Regions from separate parts of the Rattus norvegicus genome. Here region 1 is linked to region 2. The links are chromatin contacts, called in public Hi-C maps. All regions are on one chromosome and are shown on one strand. Each heading gives the region's core, a stretch centred on a gene start, on an enhancer-like site or on the middle of the called end of the contact. The rest is flanking DNA. Distances are from core to core; before and after follow the strand shown. Region 1 holds the start of Gbp2 (guanylate binding protein 2). Region 2 holds the start of Pdlim5 (PDZ and LIM domain 5).

Region 1 (2,700 bases), core at 155-2,654, 210 kb before region 2:
TTGCAGTACAGACTGCTAAGTACTTATTTCATTCCGGCTGCTGTAGTCCTTTGTGGCCATTCCTAATGTTATTGCCTGGCTGGTTCCCTGTGTTCACTGAGGCTCCTTCAGCTGCATCCTGTGCTTGCCTGGCAGACTTCCATGACATTCCCAGTGCCATGGTACTTTCTGCTACCACAGAGTCTTCCAGCTCATATCTTTCCTATGTTGCCCTAGAGTTGAGATTCCTCCCAAAGCTTTGGCTCCTTCCAGTACACAATGGTAGTTATAGCAAAAATATCACATGGTGTGTATTCATTGCTTCGAGATGAAGCAGTTCTTCTGGAACATGAACTCATGAAGTCTTTGAACTTATGTAGTCACAGCCGCTGTGGCTGCCTATAGAAAACCCACATAAAGCTGGATGGTTGTTGCCACATGCCTTAAACCCAGCACTGGGGAAGCAGAGGCACACAGATCTTTGAGTTTGAGGACAGCTTAGTCTACACAGTGATTCCCAGGACAGTCAGGGCTACACTATCTTGAAAAACAAAACAAAACAAAACAAAACAAAACAAAAAAAGAAGAAGAAATAAGAAAGCCTGCATAATATCCAGCAGTCAAAATTCCACCATAGATATGTGAGAGGCTCAGGAAGCCCCAAGCATAACTTGGGTGGTATTTGGCAGGTAATAGCTGCTAGAAAAGATAGGGTTGCTTTTCTTCAGTGATATGGCCCCTGGTAAGTTACCCAAACTCCACTAGGTGGCCTTATGCCCACACCTGAATGAGCTGCAGTAAGGACTCAATAGGACATGAAACTGGGTAGCAATCAAGTGGGGGATGGGTAGGAGGAGATGAAGAAAAGAGTAGGGAATATATACAATCAAAACCACATGACATACATGATGTTCTCAAGGAGCAAATTTTGTATAGATATAGATATATTCAAAATAATATACACAAAGATTTTATAGCTCCATAGATTACCAACGGGAGAACTGTCGCTTTTTACACTGGTAGACACTGAAAACAAGTTCAGGGATTCTGTCTGAGTTTCATTAGACAGTAAAGATAATCTTTAAAAAAAAAAAGCAATATGAACCTTAAAACACGTATGCCTTCAGTGTGGAGTCTTCTTAAGCAGACTTTATTTTGCCATGGACATTAGGGGAAAGGCTACCTCTGTCAACCAGACCAGCCCCCACTCACATTCAGCCTCCAACCAGCAGTCTACTAAATGCTTTTCCACCCCTGCCTCTGTCTTACCTTAAACGAAATTCTTTAGAGAAGAATGCCTGACAGGTTCAGGGTCAGGCTGCTGATCACTCTGTCCTTTTTCACGGGCTCTGTGGCAAAAACCCTGTCATAACCTAGGAAGTTCCAAATTGTCTCCAGAGAACTTGTGAAGAGTTAGATCTTTTATAGAGAAACGCTTAAGACAATGAAAGTGAAACTAAAAAACTTCCTAATGGGTTGGGTTAGAAGGATGACTCAACCACAATGGGGGGAGTGAGGGGTTTGCTCCTCAGAGAAGGGCTCAGGGATTTCTCAAGTAGAAACTGCCAAGTGGTGCAGTTTTCCACCACAGTTCTCACAGGTGTTTACAATCCAAGGTGATGGCTTACTGAAGAGGGTGTGGCTCTGAAATCGCTTACTGAAGAGGGTGTGGTTCCAAAATCCCTTACTGAAGAGGGTGTGGTTCCAAAATCCCTTACTGAAGACGGGGTGGTTACCTTAGTTTAGGTCCTTTTTTGTCTGTGCATTAGTGTTTTGGGAAGTTGCAAGCCCCACTGAGCTGGGCAGTTACCAAGAGATTGTACAATTCGGAAGAGGACCTGAATGGTTTCAAGACCATTTCTCTGTACTGTGAAAGAGTGAAGATGGGAAGAAAGGGGTTAGAATTAGAAAGAGCAATGAGGAGGGGCTGGGGATTTAGCTCAGTGGTAGAGCGCTTGCCTAGGAAGCGCAAGGCCCTGGGTTCGGTCCCCAGCTCCGAAAAAAAGAACCAAAAAAAAAAAAAAGAGCAATGAGGGAAGAAGGAAGGAAAAAGAGGAAAGGAGAGAGGAAAAAGTATCACTGAAAGTGAAAGTGAACCTGAGTTCCTTTAAACAAATGCTGGGAAATCAGCTGACTCCTTTGTTCCTTCATTTGCCTTTTGGACTAGAATAATCTCCGTTAACATTATATACACTCCCCAAACAATGTCAGCATCTCTTAAATGTTCCTCAGTCAGTAAAGTTTTAAGGGTAAACAAAAGGGATACTTTTTTGGTTTCTAAGCTTAAAGGGGCGGGGTTTCCAGTCTTGTTTTGCAGTGTGTTTCCTTAGAAAGAAGTGAGTCAGAGCCCTGACCCCTAAACTACTGAGTGTAAATTACTTCTCTCAGAGGCTGAGGGAAGCCACTATTGCTCTAAAATTCTGAAACAGAGGTCTGTGAGTCTCTGAACTCAGGCTTGGAATGGCCATGGAGTTGAGGAGTCACTGGCACTGTGGCTGTGAACAGTGTCCAAAAACTGTGCTTTGAAGTTCTGAAGGCATCTAATTAACTCTCAGGCTGGTCTACCCACTGACTGGTACTTAAAACCTTCCTTGGACCTAAAATAAATCAGACAATAGGCCAGACTCAAAATTTTCTGGGTACAAGTGTTGAGCTCTTTCTACAAGCACACATGATACCAGCATGCACTCAAAAGTATGCTACAGAAACATGATACCACCC
Region 2 (2,700 bases), core at 141-2,640:
CACTAAACCTACCTCACACTGGAAAAATCTTCCCTGCAAACTAGTTTCCTTTTTAGAATGTAGTACAATCAAAAACTGTCCAACAAAATAGGCAAGTCACATCCTAGTATATACATTAAAACAGGAAAATAAATTTTAACAATGTTGTAAATAAGCAGATAATATCAACATGTAATCAACATACTTATTTTTTAAATTCACAAAGTTTAAAAAAACCCGGTACATTTATGTCAAGTTGGCCACAGTACAGTGAAATGTAGTCCTAATGAAACTTATAGTTATTAGAAATCCTATCCTATTCATATGTATAAATTTAGATTCATAAGGATAATATAAAAGGTTTTTACAGTGAGCTAAATTTTAACTCTAAAAAAAAAATCTCCTGGGTTCGGTCCCCAGCTCTGAAAAAAAAGAACCAAAAAAAAATCTCAGTATCAACATTTCCAATGATAAATAGTCACTCCTGGCCAGTGGCTACTATTTCAACAGCTTTGGACCTACTCTAGAATTTTGCTTGCACCTCTAGGGCAGACTTTGTACCTCTAGAGGGACCTCTGTTGAGGTTTATTTTTGTTTGCTACGCCACTTGGTTAACACTTGTGCTTTTAGTATTTTAAAAGCCAATTCAAAGAGTTAGAGAAAACTGCACGTTTCTTTTGGAATGTTCACTAAACTTTACCAAAGTTTGCTTGTGAATAAAAATTCTTTGGGCAAAATCAAACAACTTTACAGAAGTAGGTAAACGTGCTGTTGATTTGGAATTAGAAAAGTAAGCCGAGGATCGGTGGCTGAATCACTTTGCCTACTGCTTTGTGTGGCTGTCTTTTAGCTTGACGACAGATTTAACTTCTGCATATTAGGGTTAGCGATTTTCACCTTCCTGACAAGCAAACTTCAGAGTTTGCACTTCTCGAGAGTATACAGAGGTCTTTCACAAAAGCAGGCGGTAGTCGCTGAACTCGCTCCGACAGACAGAGATTTAGCTAAAGCCCTTTTCTATTTTTAGCCAGACCAACTGCGGGTCAATTCAAGTTTCTGCGGGAGTGAAAAGCGCCTAAATACAAAACAGAGAAGCGGAAGGCTAGATCTTTGCCGGGTACCACTCCAAGACTACACCCCGGAGACTACGCCCACCGAAACTCCACTCGGGGAATTGTTTTTGAGGCGGCTACAGCCGGCCCCAGCAAGTCCCCGCGTACAACCCGGAGACTCCATTGCCTTCAAAGCCAGCAGCAGTGCGGCCCCGCCCAGCCCGGACCAGGGGGTGTGGCCATCAGAGAAGGGGCGTGCCCAGCCTTGGGCGCGGGGCGGGTCGAGCGCGGAGGCGGAAGTTCCCCACCGGCTTGAGAGGGACGGCGCAGGCACCGCGAGCCACTTGTCAGCGCTGGTCTGAGGCGGAGGGTGCGCCGCGCGGGTCCGGAGGTGAGTGACCGCGGGCGGCGGCGGAGCACGTCCTCCTCCGCGATGGGAGAAACGGGTGACGGGGTGCGGCGCGTGGAGGGGCGCAGGACGGGAGGAGGACGGGGTGCGCGTTTCCTCAGAGCCGCGGCTCCTCAGGTGCTCCCGGTGCGCGCGGAGGTGTGAGAAGTGCGGGGCAGGGCGGCGCGCCGCGGGTCAGCGTCCAGAGCCGGGACTCTCCGGGACCGGCGCTCGGGAGAGCCGGACGCACCAGGGGGCGCCCGCGGAGCCCGACCGCGGGGGGCGAAGGGCAGCACCTCGGCCTGGGGCGCGCCAGCCCCCTGGGAGGCTCTGGCGAGCGGAGAATGTGCGCCTGCACGGGAAAGCGGCGCTATTTTGTTTGCTGGCTCCCGGGCTACGGAGAAGCGTTTATTTTCTCCTCCGTGAAATATTTGCCGTTGTGTAACCTGTTAGGGTTACAGGTCGGTGCGTCTAGAATGAAAGGCCACTTAGATCGGTCGCGGTCGCCAGTTTTATGAAACTGGTGGACTTTTTGGGGCTTTGGCCAGATTGTGCTTCAGCGGCGTTTGACAATGAGTGGAAAAAGGAAGGGCGTATGGACTGGGCAGAACTTGGAAAGAAAATTCGTGACTGGGCTGGGCAGGTCTAGGGTGTGATCGCCGGATCCTATCCCAGGTCCGCCTTCTTGACCCGAGGACGTCTGAACCCGCCTGCTACGGAAACTGCTAGCTGGGGAACCTTATTTGGCCAACTTGGCTAGGCGTGAACCCTAGCTGGGAAACGTCTCATCCTCTTTCATCCTAAGCCTTAGCTCTTTAGTCCGCCCACCATTCTATCTCAGGAGGAGAGAAAGAATCTCTAGGTAGTCTTAATTGAAGGGCTTACCACTCACCACAGTAGGTCTGCCCCGTTACGCACACCAAAGAAGCTGACACTGAAGTGTGGGAAACCACTTTTAGCGTCCCTCACCAGCAGTAGATGGAAGGCATTATTTAGACTGCCCCTAAAAGAAAATCCAAAACTCTACAGAAATTCCAACGTTTTTTACATGTTTGAAAGCAGAATAAGCTGTTATTTCCTGCCTGCTTGGTTGGTATTTTAGCGTTTGGGCACTAATAACCACATGGGGGAGACTTGGAAAAGGCCAATGACAATTCTGCCCTTGCTTAAGGATCAGAATATTTTAAGACAAATGAATTCCAAGTGAAGCTAGCGGAAAGGGAGTTTAGGGAAGAGACTGGTGTTGCGGTTTGGCTGACTTGACTAGTACTAGAAATGTTA

The links. A called contact is a pair of places that touch in the nucleus more often than the background predicts.
Region 1: a contact with region 2 is called in a Hi-C map of the A7r5 cell line, with 6 times the contacts expected there. The contact joins the promoter of Gbp2 here to the promoter of Pdlim5 in region 2. A contact is called at or near these places in 2 of 12 Hi-C or Micro-C datasets (the A7r5 cell line and mammary epithelial cells).

Annotation. Positions count from the first base shown.
Region 1 is chr2:234,004,431-234,007,130 of GRCr8, reverse strand. It overlaps Gbp2 (guanylate binding protein 2), which reads right to left and starts at 1,404. Exons shown (of 11, transcript NM_133624.2): 1 at 1,249-1,404.
Region 2 is chr2:233,792,166-233,794,865 of GRCr8, reverse strand. It overlaps Pdlim5 (PDZ and LIM domain 5), which reads left to right and starts at 1,390. Exons shown (of 13, transcript NM_053326.1): 1 at 1,390-1,422.